Regions from separate parts of the Pan troglodytes genome. Here region 1 is linked to region 2. A link is a contact called in public HiChIP or PLAC-seq data. All regions are on one chromosome and are shown on one strand. The core of a region is the stretch at or near the end of the contact, and the rest is flanking DNA. Distances in the headings are between cores, read along the strand shown. Region 1 holds the start of TSC22D2 (TSC22 domain family member 2). Region 2 holds the start of PFN2 (profilin 2).

The links. HiChIP or PLAC-seq counts read pairs in DNA pulled down with a chosen protein or histone mark.
Region 1: an H3K4me3 HiChIP or PLAC-seq map of stem cell-derived excitatory neurons shows a contact between it and region 2, with 5 times the contacts expected there. The contact joins the promoter of TSC22D2 here to the promoter of PFN2 in region 2. A contact is called at or near these places in 1 of 7 Hi-C or Micro-C datasets (stem cell-derived neural progenitor cells) and 1 of 1 datasets of contacts at active chromatin or transcription factors (stem cell-derived excitatory neurons).

Annotation. Positions count from the first base shown.
Region 1 is chr2:153,602,420-153,609,352 of NHGRI_mPanTro3-v2.0_pri, reverse strand. It overlaps TSC22D2 (TSC22 domain family member 2), which reads right to left and starts at 5,574. Exons shown (of 4, transcript XR_001713728.4): 1 at 2,501-5,574.
Region 2 is chr2:153,159,671-153,165,990 of NHGRI_mPanTro3-v2.0_pri, reverse strand. PFN2 (profilin 2) reads left to right here and starts at 2,146. Exons shown (of 4, transcript XM_063807271.1): 1 at 2,146-2,370; 2 at 4,537-4,729. The coding sequence starts at 2,239. It overlaps LOC107970805, which reads right to left and starts at 2,126. Exons shown (of 1, transcript XM_054681165.2): 1 at 1-2,126. The coding sequence starts at 2,053. The coding sequence ends at 1,340.

The sequences.
Region 1 (6,933 bases), core at 4,325-6,824, 440 kb before region 2:
ATTAGTCAAGACCTCTCACTCCAGTTGGTTTTATTTCAAATTTGAAAACATGCAGATTTTAAGGCGGCAACCCAAAATCACATTAAAATTAAAATTTTCAGTTAAGATAGTAGTCTCCTCAAAAGTACTCATCTCAGTAATTTAAACATATGCCTGGAAAACTGTTATTTAATTTCAAACACAAAATTTTAAAATACCCTGTTCTTTTTTTTTTTTTTTTAACCAAAGCTTTCTATTAAAAAAAAACAAAAAACAAAAAACCCAACTATTTCTACCTAATGGATTTATTCCTTCACCAGGTATGTTGGACCAGTGACAAAACAGTCAAATGTGTAAGATTACATCTTGGAAACTAGCATGTCAAGTTAAAAACCAATGAAAGACTGTAACAAAAATCAGAAATGAACATTGGTAAGCAATGTAGATTTTAAATGATTGGGGCAAGGGAGGGAAGTGTCATGTTTAAAATAGGACTGCACATACATCAAAACCCCTGCACTGAATTAACTGTGGCAACTGGTAAGAACACTGATACAGTAGTATCTGTAGTTCAACCATTCACAAATTTGGAAATGAGAGTTTTCAGATTACCGACTCTTAATACAGTAAGAGGAAAAAATAAATGCATTTTTGATGTCATACCCTAAAGAATACATTTCAGTTTCCATCTATCAACAGAAGTCTCTGCTTCATGCCTTATCATCGTACTAAAGTTCTGAGGAATCTAAGTATGGATGCTGTAAACTGAGAGAGGTGTGCACAGAAGGGAAAATGTAATCTGCATTCTCGGGTGGAGGGGTGTGTGTGTGTATAGAAAGCGGGGTAGCTCAGGAAACCAGTCATCATTTCTTGAAGAGATATGGGCAGTATACAGGAACAGAGGAAAGCAAAAGGTTATCTGCCAACTTATCAGGAAAAAATTGGCTTGTGGCAGCTAGAAAAGTGAAGATGCCTGTTGATTATTACCAAAGGTGAAAAAATAAACTCAATCTGTGTTACAGGTGTGTCCCTGTGTGTGACAATGGGAGCAACTATAAAAGTAGAGGGATTTTTCTGAGTGGCTTGTGGAGTCAGTTTACTTAGTAGTCCCATACACACAAAATTTCTCAATGACTAGCTAGCTGAGCTCACTTATGGACACGTGGTATTCTCTAAGCGTTCTCAAGTGAAGAAAGACTCCCCATAAGCAAGTCACCTACAAAAAAAGATGAACTTTAAATTACAAAAAGCAGAGAAGATGAATGAATTTCAGTCAGTGAGTGTTTTTCAAACCACAGAAGTATATAACAAAAATACAAGGCTAATTAGAAATGGGAGGTTAAGAAATGTGAAGGAACTCAGAAGAAACCATAGGAAGAGAAAGCTTTAACATACATGTCATTGTATTCTTCCACATACTAATTATTCTGGAAATCCATAATATTAGTTCGTATCTTTTAAAAACACCTAAAATTAGCCTCTCGCTAAACAAAAACCCCAGCAAAGAAATGTCTAACTGTGAAATTCCTGAAACTTTTTCTATAATTTTTAAATATAATTTTAAAACATTGCAACAAGTCAGCTTTTAAAATTTTGCAATATGTATGTCAAATTTACATGTGACATCTCCTCAAAACCACAAAAATCCTCACTAAACCATAACCAAACATCAGCTGTTGTGGCACTGGTGTAGCAATACACCAATTCTTATTTAGGCCATTAAAAAAAGCATCCCTAAATACAGGGAGCCAATTATTAACATTTACACTTTTATTATAAAATTACTCTTAATTTTAAGAACTGTAGCTTTCACTACACTTAAAGGATCGATCTCAACCTCCCTTTCCTATAGTAAATAGACTGATGGAAGGTAAGAATATCTTTCCAGTACATTTTTTGCTTAACAACAAAAAAATAGTATCTTAGAGAAGTCCCTGGGAAGACTCGTGACCTTGTACCTCCTTTAATCAAAAGGCTGAACTAAGTATGATCTTCAAAGCCGGATTTGACATTTCACCATTCTGTCTCCAGCCTTTCCAGATACACTGGAGAAGATTCCTTACATGGATTTTTTTTTTCACTAGAGGACCTTCTGGTTTTCCAGAAAGGAAAACTTGTAGGTAATATTATGTCTCAGCCTCAAAACTCACACTGACAAATCTCTCTGCCTTACGTGTTCAAGTGTGATTGATATGTAAGAAAAGGACAATTCTATGGGAGCATAACACACTAGCTACCACCATTAAATGGTAAGCATTAAGCTTAAATTCACCTTTTTTTGAGTAAACAATGTTGCATCCCTACCCATTTTAGTGCTTTTAAACACCTGTGACAAGACCAATTCGCTCATTACACCCTTTGACATCAGCATCAGCAATCTAAATCAATTTTACCAAACACTAAATTTTGTATTTAAAAATGCTAAGGGCCTCCGTTGACAACAAATCTCCCAAAGTTGCATCCTAAGCTACAATGTTGGCCAAGCATTTCTATCAAATATTTAAAATAGAGATTTCCATACCTGTCTTCATCACCATCAACAGGAATAGCTATGCTGAATACAGAGGTGGCCAGACTGTTCATAGGTGTTAACTGAAGGGGGTTTGCCAGGGAATCTGCAACAGGCGGCTTCACAACAGGCTTATTTTCAGCAATGAGAGAAAGTGGTGGTTGAGGTAGGGGTTCTGATTTTCTTCTAGTATCGTCGACTTGCCCGACTAAAGGCTGGGTCTGAGTTTGAAACTGGCTTAGGTCAGACTGTGGTAGACTTGTTGGTGCGCTGTGTGTGCCTGGCGCTAAGGGCAGCCCAACATGCTGGATTATGCTGCTGCTCCTGCTGACTGGCGTATGGCTGCTCAGCTGTTGCGACTGGGCCAGAGGCGCGGGTACATTTGGCATAGTAACAGAAGTGGTAGACACACTAGGCACGCTTGGAGCGGGCACGGCTGCAGGCACGTTTGGAACTCCGGGCACCACGGCGTGAGGGCCACCAGGTACGGCTGACAGCGGACCACTGCCACCCATCTGCGGCGGAGGCACGGACTGGGGCTGCCCAGCCCCCGCAGGACCCAGGCACGGCTGCACCACGCCTCCCACAGTAGCCGGGGGCACTCCAGTCGGCTGACAAGGCGCGACCTGCCCGCCTTGCGCTGGTCCCGTCCGGGGGGCCATGGCTTCGCTGGGCTGGGAAGACGCGCCCATGAGCTGCGCGCCCACCGAGGAAGCATTCTGGCCGGTGCCCACGGGAAGGGTGGCCGCCGTGGCGGGGCTCGCTGCGGCGCCGGTGGACGAGGGCTGCGCGGGGCTTGGCGGCTGCAGGCCGGCCACGTGCTGCTGCAGGTACTCACTCTGGCCGGAGGGCTGGACGGGCAGCAAATGTCCGGGCGGTATCTGAGGCTGAGGATACGCGAACTGCTGGGGCTGCTGCGCCGCGGAGGCGCCCACTGCAGGGCCCGGCTGCGGAGGCAGGGACATAGCCGGCTGCGCCAGGGTTACATTCGTCGGCGGCAGAGTCTGTCCCCCGGGCCCCGCTCCCTGGGGCTGGCTGGGCTGCGCGGCTGCCATCATTGGCTGCGGCCCGGTCGCGGCTCCCGGGAACGGCGGCAGCGGAGCCGAGCTTTGAGCCACAGCCCCACCTACGGGTGGCGGCGGCGGCTGTGGCTGCCCAACGCTAAAACTCTGCGGCTGGGCCGGAGTGGGCTGGCTCATTTTCTCCGACGGGGGTAGCTGTGACACAGCAGTCAAGGAGCTGTCAGTTCCCGACTCGGGCCCGTGCGCCCCCTGCATGGAGGCCACTACTACCACCACCGACCCTCCGGTGGCGCCCAGGCCGCTGTCCCGCTCCGCAGTCTGGTCAAAAGTACTGCTGTGTCTAATGCAATCCCCGGATCTAGTCAGGACGCTGCTGTCTGAATCCCTCTCATAGTATTCCATACACGTCCATCGGCCGCGTCTATAGGGCTCTCCGCTCCCGTGGTCCAGCTTGATCACGCGAAAACGGGAACTACATGTGGTGGGAGGCTGAGATGGGGCTGCAGTCACTGGCCCGGCGGATGAGCCCGCCAGCTGGGGGCCGCCGGGTGCTCCGGTGGCGGGGGCCGAAGTGGCGGCCGCCGCCAGGGTACTGGCGAGCGCCCCAGACACGCTCCGGGCCGAAACGACTCCTCCTCCGTTGGCGGGAGCAGCAGCCGCCGCTGCCAGCTGCCCATCTAGGAGGAGGTTTGGGGAGACGGTCCCGGGAGTCTCCGCATCCCCAACATTGTTAAGCGTCTCTTCCGAAGAGCTGCGCTCGCAGACCTCCTCAGGGCCATAATCCGTGGCCCGAGAGACGTCGAAAATCTCGGAGGAGACGTCCTCTGTGCGTGACTCGTCCGGGTCGTCCAAGCTCTCGGTGTCCTCGGTGATGCTAGTGGCCACCTGGGCCGTGGTGACACTGGTGATCTGGAAGCAGCTCTTCTTCTTGGCCGGCATCTTGGACATGGTGAAGAAGGCTGGAGGGCAGAGAGGCACGCCGGCTCCTCTGGGTCCTGTCGGAAACCGGGGAGGGCAGTGCACGGGCCCCCAAAGACAAAGTCCGAGTCTGCGCTGGGGTCTGAGGCCCGTCGCTGTTAAGAGTCACGGGCTGATCCAGGCGCTGGCCGCCCGGTGAGACATCCTCCTCCTCGTTTCCTTCTCCGTGTCGGTCTCTTCGGCTCTGCCCCCGTCTCAGTCCCGCGGCGGCTCCTCCTTCCTTTTTAGCTCTCGCAGCCGCGGCGCCTCAATTCAATTCCCTCAGAGGCGGCGAGAGCGCGAACCCAGGGGCGGGTCGGCTGCTTCCTCTCTCGTCTCCGGGCAGCCGTGGTCAGTCCAGCTCGGCGCTCGGCGCGGTCAGCAGGCCTTGGCTGGGGGTGGGAGTGGGAGGGCGAAGAGGAGGAGGAGGAGGAGGAGGAGGAGGAGGAGGAGGAGGAGGAGGAGGAGGAGGAGGAGGAGGCGGTGGCGGTGGCGGCGGCGGCGGCGGCGTGAGGGGCGGTGCTGCCCCGCTCGGGCTCCTCAGGCCGGTGCCGGCGTCAGCGCTGGGCTCTCTGACTGAGGGAAGGAGCGGCGAGTCCGGAGTCGGAGATGCCTAATTCAGCCGGGAGCCGCGGGCCGGAGCTGGCTGAAGGGCCGCGGGCGGGCGGTGGGGCTGTGGCGCGGGCAGGCGGCCCTCCCTCCCCGGCTCTAGCCGGAGCTCAGCCCCAGGGACATGTCGACTGCCTCAGGCGGAAACCCGCTCTGGGGGAGGGGAAAGCCGGCTCGGTCCTCCCCTTACAGGGGGAACCACCCCTGCGGGCGGGCGGCGACGGCGGTCTCGGCCTCCCCTCGCGGCTTCTCTCAGAGAGGGGCGGCGGCGGCAGACCGCTGGCACGGGACCGGAGGCGCCCCGGCTGTGTGAGGTAGCGGTGGTGGCTTCTTCAGCTCCTCCTCGGTGCGCCCAATTCCTAAACCCCGAAGAAACTGAAATTCAAACTGCTGAAGAGGCGGCTGCAGCTCCCTCCGCTGGGCCAAGATGGGGCTGAAATGGCCGCGCCAGGGATGCTGGGAGGAGCAGCAGCCCCGCTGCCGCCGCCGCTGCCGACTAAAATGCCGCCGCTGCCGCAACCACCGCCAGCGCCGCAGCCGCCGCCGTTCCGTGACGCACCGGCGTCGTGACGTCACCGCTCCGCCCCCTCCGGTTTCCTGCAGTTTCGCGTGGAACCTGGGGTGGGGGGCAATGGGCGGGGCTAAAGGTTAAAAAAGGGAGCGGTTTCTTTATTTAAAATTTTTTAAATTTAAATTTTGTGTTGTAGGTTCTTTAAGCATTGACGAGCTAAAGACCATTTTAAATTCTAAGCCTAGGGAAGCTTACAATGGAACTAATCAGATGTTTTTATGTCGGTTTGTTCCGAGACAGTGGAAGACTGGAGGTCATGTGCTTGTGTCTAATGTTTAGCAAAATCTTAGTGAAACGAGGGCGATAGGAATGGGGGCTGGGGAAGACTTAGATGGGATAAAAAGAGGTGCGGCTGGAAGAACTAAATCACTTTAAAACTTCTGAAAATAAATGTTGACCATTGTAGTCAGAGGAGTAAAATGTTCAGAGAAATGGGGATGATTAAACAAGAACGACAAGCCAGATTGAGTCAGAAAATTATCTTCCTGCCAGAAATTCTGTCTCCAACAACGGCATCAGGGGGTGGTTACTTGCCCAGGGTGTAGTCGGTTTTTAAAAAGCTTAAGGGTTACCAACATATTCCTAAATTTCCTGAATTTGCTGTGATTCCAGGATTCATTTAAACTCTTGAGACTGTTTTACTTTCGGCACGAAATCAGCTCATGGGCTTTATAAATGTAGAACCTACTGCATTATAGTTCTTCTTTTTGTTTATTCTAAAACTGTTAGTAGCAGCCAGCGTATTATATGATTTGGATTGGGCCATGAACAACCGTAACGAGTGATAAAGCACCCTTTCCTGTTCCAATGCAAAGAACAACTATGAAAAGAAAGTACTGGCAAATTTATCATCTGGTAGTTAGTTCCTGGCCAAAGAAAATGGTAAGGCCATTCTTTTAAGCAGTTAAAAAAAATGGGGATGGGCTCTTAAACTTTGGCATACTAAGGCCATTCTTTTAAGCAGTTTAAAAAAATGGGGATGGGCTCCTAAACTTTGACATACTAAAGCAGTCGTCGTTTAGGTAAAATCTAAGTCTTAATGGAAATCGTGATTTCATATCTACTGCAGCGTTAGCAATCACATAATGATAACTTAAATCAGTAAATCGTTGAACTCGGTTCTCTAATCTTTGAAGAATAGAAATACTTTTTATCCCAAAAGATGTTTTGAGAATTAAATTTGCAGAGAATTTTTTAGGTCTTTAGTTGTAATTTATAGAGCTAGATCTTTTAACTTTAGTGGAAACCATGCACTCCAAACCCAAGTGACTGGAGTCAGAATGTGA
Region 2 (6,320 bases), core at 897-3,396:
AACATCATGTTGGAAAAGTAAGCAGTAATTTAAAATGAATTATATTTTGAAAAATATAGAAAAATGTCAAGAATTCTAAATTTTTGTGAATATTTTACCCAAGAAATGTGTTTTAGAATCTTTTGAGATTTGAATTAGAAAATATTGTTGGTCAAATTCTTTCACTGTTTAAAGCCAACAATAAAAGAATAGGAAAAGAATGTAGTTATTTCCAACTCTGTGCTATAACAATAAGATAGTAACGTCTAGAAATTATATCTTAAAACCTTCAGAGTAAATTAATAAAAATTCAACATACTTCAAGTTATCACTGTATTTTTTCTATAATTACCTTTTTGTTTACTGTTTCAATTTATTGAATTATACATACAATGAAGAGCACAATAAATGTACATACAGCTTGATGAATTCTCACATAGCCTGTGTTACAAGTAATCTATTATTAACTTTTAAGATGATACAGTGCTATGATCGAAGGACTAAAATGATCAACATCACCATAAAAGGCAGAGTCATAAACAAGAACAATTAAGTGTAATTAAATCAGGTGGGAGGCACACTTACAAAAATGAAACAATTTTTGGCTCACATTTTACACCACACAGGTATTCTGTATCTTTAGAACATGAGAAAATACATATTCTCAGTCTGATAGGTCTCTGACTTGGGGGTTTCTTTTACTGTACTTTTTTTCTCTCTAGTAGCTGAACATTTTAAAGCAATCAGCAGAAAAAATATAAAACTTCAGAACCAATTAGACTTTTAAAAGCAACGTTCTTGCCCTTTCCAGAGATACATTCCTTAATCCTCCTACAAATCATGACCTTACACGATAACTTTAAGGGTGAACATCAACTTATCTACATTTTGGTGCTTTCTTTCCCTTAAGTGGCAGATGGTTTCTATTAACCTAAAATTGAAGTCATTGTTGGGGGACCCCTAATTCCATGTCTAGTCCTAGTGCCCAGAGGCTACCAAAGACGATACGAATAGCTTCTCAGGCACTCTACCCACCGTTTACCTTGTTAATACAAATCTTTCCCAGACCTGGGTCCCGAAATTATTTTACCCTGCAGAGCAGAAATGTTACGGTGTTCATTCAGTGAACTCTTCCCTAGTTTTTAATCTTTGTATTTTCTGCGTATACTTCAAGCCACCAGTAACTTTCCCAGTTACCAAGAAACAGTGTAACACAGGTCGCTATTTGTTTTGTTCGGAATTCACGAGCAATTTAACCACACGTGATTAGCAACATTAAGGGGGCTCCTCCAGGCAAAGAATCCACAGAATGAGAGGCCCTTGGTACCCAAATGAAGCAACAATGAAAGATCGGCGAAGCTCAGCAAGGTTCCTGAGCGCCACGGACGCCTGCTCTGATTTCAGGTTGCCGGCGCGCGCCCGCGGGTCTGCCTTTATGGACGAGGCGCAAGAGGGATCCAGGAAAGACGGTGCCCTTAGAGACTCGGAGATTAGCGTGGGCAACCCTGCCACCAGCTGCCCCTGCCACCAGCCGCCCCCACCACAAAGAGGAGGAAACGCTCCGCATCCCGTCACCAGGACAACTCTGTAACCCGACACCGAGGCTCAAGATTCCGCATCCCGGGCAGCGGACACAGGAGAAAAGCACATCGCGGCCCGGCCGCGGGGCTCCAAGGCGTCCGTGCCGCTGCTGTTCCTGGGGTGCCGAGAGCGACGCGGGGTCCACCCTCTCCGCCGGCCCGAGGTCCGAAGCTCGGCCCTCCACCGCAACGCCACCGCGCCCGGCCGGCGCCTCCCGCACGTGGCGGCCGTGATTGTCCCGGGGCGGTATCCCTCCGCGCCCCCGCCTCAGTCTCCCCCCGCCCTTCCCGGGACCCTCCGTGCCCGGGCGCCGCGGAAGGATCGCACGCACGCGCGCGCGCACGCCCAGCCGTGTCCGCGGAAAACGGAGGGCGCTGCGGTAAGGAGCAGCCGCCACAGGCACAGCCGCTTCGCAGCCTCCCGCCGCTGGTTTGTCAGCCCCGCGGCTGCGGGCGGCCGAGCGGCCGAGCGCGCTCTGAGGTTCGTCCCTCATCGCTGAACCCGCGTCCTCCCTCCGCAGCTCCTCGGGGAGGGGGGCGGTCGGTGCCTGCGCAGAGCCGCCTCCTCCCCGCCCCCGCCCCGCCTCCCCCCGCGCCGCCGCCGCCGCCCGCTACCGCCGCCGCCGCCGCTGCGCCTGCTGCTCCTCGCCGTCCGCGCTGCAGTGCGAAGGGCTCGAAGATGGCCGGTTGGCAGAGCTACGTGGATAACCTGATGTGCGATGGCTGCTGCCAGGAGGCCGCCATTGTCGGCTACTGCGACGCCAAATACGTCTGGGCAGCCACGGCCGGGGGCGTCTTTCAGAGCATTACGGTGAGGACCAGTGGCGGCCGGTACCCTGGTCCCTGCACCGGAGCGGGGTTGGCCGGCCGCGGGGGCACCGCAGCGCGGGGCTGGAACACTGAGGGCCGAGCCCGCAGGTGTGCTAGGCAGCGGGCGCCGAGGATGCGGCTGCCGGGCGGGCGGGGAGGCCGAGGCCCGGGGACGCCCCCTCACCCGGGGCTGCGCTGACAGGCTGGGGGCGGCGGCCGGACTCCTCGCTGGCCCTGGCCGGGCGTTCCCAGCGTCGGTCCAGGTGCCCGGGTTGGGGGAGGGGGCACGCACCGGCCAGGGCAAGGGGAGGGGTTCCTTTTCTCCTCCTAGTGCGGTTCCCCTAGGTTCTCTTGAAGCCCTGAGGTTTGCTATGCACGTCCTGGGGTGGAAGCGGGGGTCGGGGATCCGGGCTGGGGCGCGCGGGCCCCGGGTGGAGGTCCCTAGGCTCTCTGGCCGGCTCTTGCTCCGCGGACAGCGCGCCTCCCGCGCCTCCGGCTGTGGGAGGCGGCGGCCCCGGCCCGGCCCCCGGGATTCTCGAAGCGACTTTGCGTAGGTTTACCGATGTCCAGGCCTCTGGGGCTTGCGAGAGATGTACGCCGACCGCGTAGGTGGATTCGTGAATCTCGACTTCAGCTCTAGCTCTATAGGTTGTTTTTTTTTTTTTTTTAAATTCTCCAAGATGGCGAACTGCCATTGATTTCTCTCCTCATATGGAGATTCATCGATATACGGTTATCCCCAGTTATGCAACATAGCTCAAAAAAGGGGTGCTTTTCGGGGGCTTTCAATTATCTGCGAAGACCAGGAGCACACTTCACTTCTCTAAGTCCCTCCCTCTTTAGTGGTGGCAGTAAAGGAACTAATGCAGTTTTATGCTTCACATTGCCTGATTTTCTTGAGACTTGATGGTTTTGAGTTGGTTGCAATATGTTTGGCGAATATTTGCCACAAAACCTCCAGCTTATTGTTTTGCCTGTTTCTGCCCAAGGCTGTTTCTAAAATTATGATAATTGTATTAAATACGAGACCATTCTCTTTATTTCTTAGCACCACGCTCCCTTTCCATTAAACACCAAAATTCAGGTCCCCTATTAAGGGTGCTAATTATTCTTTTACCACTTAACATGGTTTAAAGTCTAACTTTAGAACTCAGTCCTTGATAGTAGTACTTTAAGGTCTCGTATACCCGCAGTGGACTACAATTCTTGTAGGGAATTGGCATCTGGTCATCAACTTTTTTCCTGCAGTCCTCTTGTCTTTGTGTGTGAGTTCCCGCTGTCTGACTAGGAAGATTGCGGGAGTGTGCTTGGAAATGGCTGGGGCCTGCTATGACTCTGCAGTTCTGATGGGGGCGACGCCTTCCTTCTTATTCATGGAATGTTAGAATGCACGTTTTCTCCTTTCCGGTTCTGGTGGCTACCTCAGTTTCTTTCCCAATCTCCCTCCATTTTTTCTGTTTTACTATTGCCTACCGCAGTGCTGTAGACAGAATCCACTTTGCGTTTGCCCAGAAAGAAAACTGATTACTGAGATGGGAGGGGAAGGGAAGTTGGAAAGAAACGGGAGTCGTGGCTAGAAAAATAGGAGGGAAATATGAATTTGGAAAAGCACTGATGTCCAGGGGTTGAAGTCCATCTCATCACGTATATTTCTAGTTATTCTAAGCAGAGAAGTGAACACATCAAAGAACAGGCTTTATTTTGGGAGACTTTGAAGCAACTTTAAATTTGATGAAACATGATTTACTGTAATGGGACTGAATATGATAGACCAGCTTTGTTCAGAGTTGATAGCTGAATTTTTACCATTACGTGAACACTTTCAGGCACCAGCTGACTTAATACAGTTTATAAATAACTCTTTTAAGTTTGCACTTTGTCTAGTGTCAACTGTCAACTCTTTACAGTTTCTTTGTATAGGCTGGTCTTGGTTAAGAGACGACACCATTAACTGAAGTCAAATCAACTCATGTAAAATATGTGATTATATAGGATTAAGTAATTATTTAGAAAAGACTGAATCTTGGTTTTACATTAGTGAAATGTGGCTATCTGGCAGTGGTAGTATAAGCCTAGCATACAGCCTTTCCTGTTACATCAAGCCCTAAAAGGAATTAACTACAACTTAATGTGTGTTTGTTTTTTTTTTCTTTTTGGTGGGGGGCAGCCAATAGAAATAGATATGATTGTAGGAAAAGACCGGGAAGGTTTCTTTACCAACGGTTTGACTCTTGGCGCGAAGAAGTGCTCAGTGATCAGAGATAGTCTATACGTCGATGGTGACTGCACAATGGACATCCGGACAAAGAGTCAAGGTGGGGAGCCAACATACAATGTGGCTGTCGGCAGAGCTGGTAGAGGTGAGTAAGGCATTCTTTTGGTTAAAGTTGCATGCCACATTACAACTTATTAAGCAGTTTCTTTTAACATTTTGAATAAAAGTTAGTCCATAATGGCTATTAAGGTGGTTTTTGTGAACTGCCCAGCACTATGGAGAAGCACTGCTTTAGTTGTACCTACTCTACAGCATCTACAACCTGGCCTCTTAGATCCTGATTTTGTTTCTAAGATAGAATATTCGTATGAACTCACTTTCAGCTTTATTAAACTTAAAAGTCTCTTAAACTGCTTGACATGTCAAATCATAATCCTGTGGTGTTTCAGATTGTTAAATTGTTCGAATCACTTGGTTATTTTAGTCCCTTTTGGTGTGTGTTTGACCTTTGGATCTCTTTTCTTTTTTTTCTTGCTTGTATTCTAACCATTTCACTACTCAGCATAAAGAAGGAAAAATTAACATCCGTTCATTTTTCAGTTAGGAACTTTGCTGGGGAAAAGATAATTAGATGAGGATTTTGGAGTAAGTTGTCCATTCACTGAAATATTTTCAAAGATTGTGTCTGAGACTTAGATTTGAAAAGTAGGAAATTACATTTAGTTTGTATACTTGGTCCAGAAATTCAGGTGTCTCCAGACTGTTGTCAGCATTATAGAAACTCTTAATTGCACTAAAGAAGTCTCCCTACTTTTTCAAAATAAACTTTTGAAATTGAGTTTTATTATGACATCTAATTGATTTACAAATACATTTTAATGTGTTAACGCATACGAATATTTTGTAAATAGAGAGTGCTTCTGTAGCCTCACATAGCTGACTTGGCACATCTAATTTTAATAACAGCTCTACCATGTGAGGGGAGTTGAAGCTGCTGTGAGTTATAATTAATGCTATGGCTCTACCAGCTCCCTGTGATTATCCTAAAAGTTACTCGTATTCTGGTGTGAGTTGATGTTTATAAGTATTTATAAGAAAATTAGATGACTTTGAAATAGTGACAAATCTCTTTAAACCTTAGCTGCACTATACGCTGAAAAGAAGCGTCAAACACAAGACAAAAAACCAGAATATTTTATACGATACAGCACTACTGACATCTAGTGGTAGTGAATATAAAATTTGACATATACATATATTTTGGGTTATACACCTTTGAATTGCATCATAGAAGAGCAATTAGAAATCGTAAACCTATTTTCTTAGACGCAATTAAAAACAAGGCTACTACGGTGAAGTTATCAGTAAGCAAACACCTTAAATAATTTAATTTGGCCTTTTCTGAATGATACTGAGTATGCTACTTAAAATTTGATCTTCATTTTCCTCTGGAAATAATAGATACATTTAGCCTCACTGGTAAAACTTAATAGTTTAAACTTATCAAGCATGTTAAAATTTGGGGAGAGTTTGTAAGTAAGTAACTCCCCAGGTTTATTAAGTTTATATTTTGGGGGCAAGTAATAACATGTACTTGACATCAGCCAGAATTTTTTTGCCCTAAAATAGAAGACAAATGATCACTTTTTTTTTTCTGTAGCTAGTGTAAAGATAGTTGTATAGAACTTTTGCTTGCATTGATTGGCTTCCAAGATGCAGTCAAGTTTACTATTTTC